2 separate regions of the Sus scrofa genome follow, and region 2 is linked to region 1. The links are chromatin contacts, called in public HiChIP or PLAC-seq maps. All regions are on one chromosome and are shown on one strand. The core of a region is the stretch at or near the end of the contact, and the rest is flanking DNA. Distances in the headings are between cores, read along the strand shown. Region 1 has its middle 370 kb from the start of PPARGC1A. Region 2 overlaps LOC110262067 (a long non-coding RNA gene).

Evidence for each region. HiChIP or PLAC-seq counts read pairs in DNA pulled down with a chosen protein or histone mark.
Region 2: an H3K27ac HiChIP or PLAC-seq map of skeletal muscle shows a contact between it and region 1, with 4 times the contacts expected there. The contact joins two enhancer-like sites. A contact is called at or near these places in 2 of 47 Hi-C or Micro-C datasets (epiblast stem cells and psoas muscle) and 1 of 2 datasets of contacts at active chromatin or transcription factors (skeletal muscle).

Annotation. Positions count from the first base shown.
Region 1 is chr8:17,575,368-17,579,588 of Sscrofa11.1, forward strand. No RefSeq gene overlaps it. Among named protein-coding and RNA genes, the nearest start is that of PPARGC1A, 370 kb to the right of the region's middle. Within about 2 kb of position 1,799, at least 2 of the 83 cell types and tissues checked have an H3K27ac peak or open chromatin away from gene starts, as enhancers often do. A contact at or near this core is called in skeletal muscle, where this site is marked.
Region 2 is chr8:17,752,479-17,756,699 of Sscrofa11.1, forward strand. LOC110262067 (a long non-coding RNA gene) reads right to left here. Exons shown (of 3, transcript XR_002346588.1): 2 at 2,640-3,895. Among named protein-coding and RNA genes, the nearest start is that of PPARGC1A, 190 kb to the right of the region's middle. Within about 2 kb of position 2,518, at least 1 of the 83 cell types and tissues checked has an H3K27ac peak or open chromatin away from gene starts, as enhancers often do. A contact at or near this core is called in skeletal muscle, where this site is marked.

The sequences.
Region 1 (4,221 bases), core at 549-3,048:
GTGAGTCACTAAGTCCAATCCACATTCAAAAGTAAGGATGTATCTTTGTGTCGCAGGAAAAATTTGTCTATTTTCCTCTACTTACTGATTTATTGATTTAATAATTTTTGTATCATATGGATATGTATATTTTTATACCATACGTTTGGCTATAATTCAATATTCCATTATTTTTTTGTTCAAATAGTTCTAGACTTGGTCACTGGGAGCTCTTTCCTGTTGCCTTCTATGCCCTTTTGACACGACCGCCTCCTTGTATTTTTAGCCACTTCTTTTCTAGTATTTTCAAATATTGTACTTTCAAAGATGAAAAAAAAAAGTAATAACAGCTGAAAAATGTTTAGGTTTTTCTAACACTATGCCCTCTATGAAAGCAGAACATTTGTCATTGGTTTCAATTACTTACTACAGCAAAGATGCCTGGGGATAGCTATTTAATTGGGTTAAGATGCTCTGTTAAAGGTTTTTTGGTTTTTTTTTTTTTTTTTTCAATCTAGCTCAAGGCAGTCCTATGCTTCTGAGTTTCCCAAGGCCAATCTACATAATTTCTTTGAATTCCTTATTCTATTATAGACACCACTGTTGTCTGCCACAAAACAAGCAAATGTATCTGAACATGCCCTTCCTTACATTAATGTACATATCTATCTTTGACTTAATTTTTTTACATTTAGTTATACTATTCTCTAGGGAAACTATAGTTCCCCAAAATATTTTTTAGTCAATCATAGGCAAATATAAAAGATAAATTATATGTTAAAATGGATGATGGGAAACTCCAGAGTGAATCAGACAGTAGAAGAACAGATAGTCAATATTTTTACATTTGTATCCTTTCTGGTGTTCCCATGATTCATAATATATGAAGAGGCTGAGAAGTCAAACCATGAGCCTATGTAAATGTATCTCCATATATATATAAATGTATATATGGATATCCATATGGATCTGTGTAATATAAAATTTTTACATGAATAGGATCTCCTGCATATGTGACTCAAAGAAGATGATATAATATTTAAGATTAAACAAAGTTAGGAGTTCCCTGGTGGCTTATTGGTTAAGGATTAACTATTGTCACTGCTGCGGCTTGGGTTCAATCACTGGCCTGGGAAATTTTGCATGCCACAGACAAGTCCCACCCCCAAAAAAAGATTAAACTAAGGTAAAAAATCAGTATTGGCCATAATCACTGGTATCTACTTTATGTACGTATATACACACACACACATACTTAGAAACTTTTCCATTAAACTATATAGTTACCTATGTTACTATTATAAAATACAATTTCTGAAGAATTCTTTTTCCTATACCATTTTATTTAGTCAAATGCTTTGGTTAATATTAACATTAACCTATTCCAGATGTCAACAATTAAGTTCAATGCAACAAAACATTTAGTCAGGCACTTTCCTCTGAGTGCGAATAAGAAGACTTTACATAAACATGTGTAGTGGATTTTGAGTCTATCTTAAGATAAAATAGTTGTGTTTAGTGACTAAACATATCATTACGCAGATGCCTGCTCCCCTTTTGCAGCTGTTCTTGCTGTTTTGGTGCTACGTAGCCCCTTGCTTGTCTTTCTTGTGGCTCTCACTTAATGTTGCGCTCTTTGGGGGGAAATCTGCAGATGAGGGGTTCTGGCTGATGTTGTAATGCGCCTGCAGAAAGCTAAGCTTGCATTGTAATGAGGTCAGATTTCATTTCTAAGCAAGGTCACGCTCCAGGGTTGGTAGAACTCCAAGGAAAATCAAAGTGCTGACAGAAACATCTAAAAGGTGGTGATTCAGTAGGTGGCACTCTTTCCTCCCTACAAATTCTGTTGTCAAACCTCACAGAGGTTCAGTCTGCCTTTCAGAGTAGATTTACAATATGCCCTCTTTTGACCATGAGGGAACTTGGAATAGAATAGTTTACTGGCGGAGTTGGGGGTTGTTGGTTTGCAGTTTTCTTCAGGAAACAAGAGTGTTGCCTTTAACCCCTGTGTCCTAGATATACATGAATTCTCTATTTTTGTTTGTCTTTACCTAGAATTTCAGCTTGATGAGCTGGGCTAGCCATGCAAGCATACATGCTGCTGAAAATCTGTATTCTGTTTTCTTACCTGTGTGTGAATTTTCTACATTCTGATTATTTCTAAAATTATCGTTCAGTTCCTAGAGTTGCACAGACCACAAAACTAGCCTGCCTTATGGAAGTTTCAAATTGCAATGACTACCAAAAAAGACAAATACTGATTTCATTGCTTTTTGTTCATGAGTTTGAGACCTAGTGCTTTCATTAAACAAAATGTAAACTAGGATCCAGAGAATAGATTTATTAATGAATTAGACTTCATTCCAAAACTCTTCTTTTCCTCAAATGTAAAATGAAAGAAAAAAATGGAGCTGGTACTATTCCACAGCAAAAGTCACAACAGAGCGTGTTTATCCCACTTTATAAAGAACACACTGGAACTATGAGAAACCATCCGTAATGTCTCATTTAGACTGAAGATCAGTAATGGAGAGATTGGGACTCCCTCCCTGCCTCGTCACACGAGAAAGTGCTGGACAAGTAGAAATCATTTAAAATTAGTTGTCGTTTCTCCTATCAGATTTTTACGTTATCTTTTGAAAAATTTTCTTCTTTGTCTTTCTCTGCTTACATTAGAGTTTTACTTGTCCTGTGACCTGGCTTTTGTCAAAGTATACAAAGAATGTCAGGTGTGACTGAACTTGGAACTTACAAGAGCAAAGGAGTGTAAGTAAATTCATTTGAGGTTCCATTAGTTCAGCCTGGAAAGGTTGCCTGCATGTGATCATTTGACATTTACTCAGTATCCACAGAATGCTGTGCAGAAAAAAAGGACTTTACACACATTCACAGGCACACACGGACTCATACACATATACAAACACAAACACACACACACACACACACACACACACACACACTCAGGGCTCCACTGAGTGAGATCAACTCTTAACCAGCTCCAAAGAGAAATGAAAGATACAAATTTCCCAAGATAAACATGTAAACCATCTCCTGCCTTTAGTAATGTTGTTTGAACCCCTTAAATAGCTTTATTTGGACCCCTCAAATCCTCCCACCAATTAAGTTTTAACACACCAAGCAGTGCCAACCATAAACTCCAGTCACAAAATTATATGATCTGCAAATCTCCCCTAAACTCCTTTGGCTCCTATTCCTAGAACAATACTGTGCCATACATAGTATTAATTGTTTCTGATGACAGGGATAATTTTAGAGAGGACTTGGCTGGCTCCTCCAGTCTCCTTATTTGCACTTCTTTGTGACAAGTTCTGGAAGAAGCCAAGCCAAGCATAGACGCTGTGAATTCCCCTATAAAGCTAACTCACAGTCCTGAGGTAATATGCCTTCATGGGAATCCTGCATTCTTTTTTTTTTTTTTCTCATTTAAATAGGTCAGAAAAATGCCAGGCTGAACTTACATTGTTTGTGCTTGACTCTATATAGCTTCAATCATCTTCTTTGGGTCTTGTGATACAGTGATTTTGAACAAATCTTGTCCACAAATAAGAAATAACCCCAAGTTTTTGTGGCTTGAGAAGATGAAAAAATCACATTTATGTAGTGAGCCAGATCATCATATGAGAATATTGAATTGTCACCTCCATGCTCCCTTGAAGTTTATATTCCAGCAAATCCTCACCTATGTTTCAAGCTTTTGTACGCCCTTTTCTTTCTCACCAAAATGCTTTCCCCAAACCTCTTCCTAATCCCCTTTGCTTACAAGCAAACTTTCACTCCGCTTTCAAAATCCAGTGCAGAATCAACGCATTGGAGAAGCTTTAGTTTACTTTCCACCAGTGCAGCTGAGTTCATCTTTCTTTACTGGGTTTCATTCGTTGAGTCTCCAGGGCCATACAAATCCACACAGCTAAAAGGTGATGATTGCCACTGTCTTCTACAGGGACAGCACTTTGAAGCTGTGCAAAGAGGCAGACCTCGCCTAGCATCTACCGCAGCGCCTGACACATAGAACATACTCAGGAAATGCCGATTAAACTGATTTTACCTAATGTAAAACCAAGAATTTCGGCCATGAATATGCTGGAGTTGAAAAGAACTTTAGATGTCACTTGGCTCAAACTTTTCAACCTATACAGGAGTGAATGACACTCAAAGCTATGAATTGTCCCCTTGATTTTTGCACTGCTAGGTAGTGGCAGCATGACTTGGATTAGAACCCGG
Region 2 (4,221 bases), core at 1,268-3,767, 180 kb after region 1:
GGGTTGCAGACGCGGCTCGGACCCTGCGTTGCTGTGGCTGTGGTGTAGGCCAGTGACTACAGCTCCGATTCGACCCCTAGCCTGGGAGCCTCCACATGCCGTGGGAGCGGCCCAAAGAAATAGCAAAAAGACAAAAAAAAAAAAAAAAGAAAAAGAAAAAGAAAAGAAATTGACGTTCAGAGAGAGACAGAGAATGGGGTCCCACAAAGAAGACCTGGTTTCATGTTCTTTTCTCTTTACCTTCTTGGATGTTGGAAGACCCCTCACACTCCTTCTCACATTTTTTTATTCATCATTCATGTATTCTTTTAATGAGTAGGCTGTAGGACTGTATGGACCTGGGTGTGAATTTGTGTTCTGCTTGTCCTGTGCATGCACTCACTGTCTGGCAAATTTCACTAGAAAATTGTAAGCATTCAGTAAACATGCTTTAAGTGACTGAATGCTTATATGATAACACGTGGAGTCCCAGAATCTACAGATGCTGAGCTGTGGGCCTTTCTTCTGGAGAGCTTACATTCTTGAGAGGGAAAAGCAAAAGCAAATCAATGCAGTCGAATGTTTCTAGGATGGGGGTTAAACAAAGATTGCCATGAAAGCACAGAGTAGGTGAAGCAAAGTTCTCCCAAGATAGTAAGGTTAGAAAAGGCCTCCAGGGGAAAGTGGAATTGAAGAAGGAGGAAGAGTTATATGGAGAAGCCTGGAAAAATGTTTAGGGAGCTTCATCTTGTTCATTGCGGAGAGGAGATAGAAGAGAAACTAGAAGATAGGTGGGAAAAATTCATTGAGAACTCTGTATGCCATGTGAGCTGCTTAAGTTTCCTTTGCTTGTCATCAGGAGCAGAGTCAAAAGTGGACCAAATGTGGCAATCCTAGAGGCAGGGGGCCCAATGAGCAGGCTTGCAACAGCTCAGCTGAGATTTGACAAGGGCCTCCTGGGATCCATCATTGCTACCCTGAACTTGTTTCCTCCCCTAGTGGTTCCCAGGATTTCTGGAAAACTACACTTTCCCCTACTTTTAGCCTGGAGTTTGAGTGAGATGACTTGTCCTCAGCTCCAAGGATGATTCTTAATTAACTTAAGTGAATCAGAAAAACCCTTTCACTTGGCCATAGTCATTGGATTAGGACGAGGCATAGGACTGGGAGTTTGGGATTGGCACATGCACCCTGAATATATGGAATGATTGTCCAGTGGGGACCTGCTGTAGAGCACAGAGAACTCTGCCTGATGTCCTGCAATCATCTATGTGAGAAAAGCGTCTGAAAAAGAATGGATGTGTGTACATGTATAACTGAATCACTTTGTTGTACAGCAGAAATTATCACAACCTTGTGAATCAACTATACTTCAATAAAACTTTATAAAATAAAAAAACATGCAAAAATTAATGACAAAATTTAAAAAAAAAAATAAAGAGAGGACTCAAGTGGAGCAAATGTGGCCAGAAAACTTCTGGGCTGGGCTTCGGGAAGCGCATCTTCTTTGCTCCTTTAGGAGAACTACTGGGAATACAAATTGTTCTGACTTATGATGGTTTGACTTAATTTTTTTACTTTTATGAGAATGTGGAAGTGATCCACATGCAATAGAAAACTAGGAAACTTTGAATTTTGAATTTTATTTTTTTTCCCCTTCCAATACTATGTGGTACAGCCCTCTGTGGTGACACTGGGCAGTGGCAGCTCCCAGTCAACCATGCGATCCTGAGAATAAAGAACCGATCCAGTTATAACAATTGCGTCCCCAGACACCCACTCTGTTTTCACTTTCAGTACAATATTTAACAAATCACATGAGATAGTCCACACTTTATTATAAAATAGGCTTATATTAGATGATTAATCTACATGTTCTGACCACGTTTAAAGCAGAAGGAGCTAAACTATCATGTTTGGTAAGTTAGGTGTATTAAATGTATTTTCAATTTATGATATTTTCAAATTATGATGGGGTTATCAGGACTTAGTCTCACGGTAAGTTAAAGAAGATCAGTGGTGCTCTCTCTTCCGGAACCAAGACATGCAGCCTCAACACTGTTGGCTGCCAAATTGGGAACGGAAGGAAAAATCAGCCTTTAGATTAAGCCAACACTACAGAAAACAAACATGGAGAAGCAAATGTACTAAACCCCATTTTAAATCTTCTCTAACTTGGGGCCAATAAGTCGTGCAGAATTTTGATTTTTTTAAAAAAAAATCTTTTGTGCCACTTAAATGGGTTTTTCTATAACTGGGACATTCTTGTTCGTAAAAGTATCTTAACTGCTAAAAGCCTGTCGTCCGTGGCAGTGACCATCAGGACAAAGGTAGAAAATTAGATGACCCTTCCAGTCTTTTCATTTTTAGGATTCCCTCTCACCCTTCGTTTGTTAAGAAAATCTCAAGCCTGCAAACAGCATGCTGATGACTGAATAAAAATGACAAAAACAGCACAAGAGTCAAGTGACTCCCCCAGAGTCCCCTGACAGCTTTTCTCCCTTCCTCTCTGTTGCCTGCCTGTCTCTGGCTGCCAAGAATTTGCTGTTTGCTTCTCACTTCCCTCATCCAATCCACACTGAGAAGTTAACATGCCCAGCAAGCTCCAGAACAGAAAGCAAATGTCGGCACACATTTTCCCATGAATGAAAATAACCTACCCGCTCCGAGTGGCCTCTACTTTCCAGGGCTGAGATCATATTGGGTTGGGTGGGGAATTCCTCAGTCTTTCAGCTAATGGCTTTGGGGTTTTGCACGAGCCACATGCTCCTGGCTTTAATGTTGCCACTGTGGATGAGAACTTGTCATGTTGTATAATATTACACAGTTACTCCAAAGCAGCTTTCCTGACTAAGTGACAGCATTTGACATGTCTCTAATATTGACAGTAGTGGTGACTTTCAAGTGTTCTATTTATTTCAGGTAGAAAGGGAGCAGAGGGTTTTAAATAAAATAAACATGTGCAAAGGAAACTTGTGGTTTAGTGGAGTAAAAATGTCAAGGGAGTCTGAATAGTTGCTCTGCTATTTTCTAATCATGGACCATTGGGCAAGTTTAGAGACTCAGTATCTGTCTATAGAATGGAAACGGTGATAATGTCCACCTCGAAGCATCAAAATCCCATTATCCAATGTGTCTAAGTGTCTTGTGCGATGCCCAGCTCACTGTAGACAATAATGCTGTAGCTATTAATTGGGATTCCTGCCATGTCCATAACCTTTTCTAAGCAAACAGCCATAATCCAGCATTTAACGCCGAGAATCCTTAGGCAACACTGATTCCACCATAAGGCTTGGCTACCTTGGCCACAGAGGATCCTGCCGTTGGTCACCAGGCTCAACACAGGTGACCTATGAGGCAGCCAAGAATTATGACCTGGCAGGTGCCTAAATCTGAACTACTTCGAAGAGTCTGACAGACTCTAGCTGGAAGCCTGAAAAATTCAGGGAGCTAGTGGCAAGAATCGAAACTGACAGGATTTACAGAGAGAAGCCATGATGTTAAGCAAAGGCATGAAGAAGTGCTGAGGTTATGAGAAAGGAGAGTGTAAGCAAATGGGCATAGTTCAGAAATATTCATGGATGGAAGGATCAATGAGTTTTTGGTGAGGGAAGCAGACAGACCTAGAGAGAATCAGAACTATTAAGAGGAGCTAGGTTGCAAGAAGGGCAAAGCAGAAGTAGGAGGCCAGAGACCCTGTCCGCTGAGACCCTGGTGACTTCCAGAAGATCGTCCAGAGGTAGGAAGGATGGTCCTGGAAGAGACCGTGTGGTCCAGAGGTAGGATGGTCCTGGTGGCATTGTTAATGATACAGTCTGGAATAAGAATAGGAGGGCTCAAGCCCTGTGTATCTCACTTACCATCGATGAGGATTTAAGCAAGTTACTCAACCTCTTTATTGACTCAATTTCTTCATCTGTAAAATGGGGAAACAACAGGACTCACCATTAAAGCCATTAGGCAAAATAAATAAATTAATACATGGGAAGGCCTGCAATGCCACTGGCACATAGTTTTTTTTCCAATAAGTAAATATTAGCCATTATTAGCTATTATCAACTATGCCTCAGCTGCCATAAAACTGACATATTTAGCAGCCCCTCAGTTCCAATATAACTCCTCTTTCCCTTTTGGTCAAATGTTTCTTATAATTAACATCACTGTCAATCAGGAGAGTCCACCTAAATATCTATTATCAGTTTTATTTGAAGAACAAGATAAAAAACAGTAAGAGAGACCAGA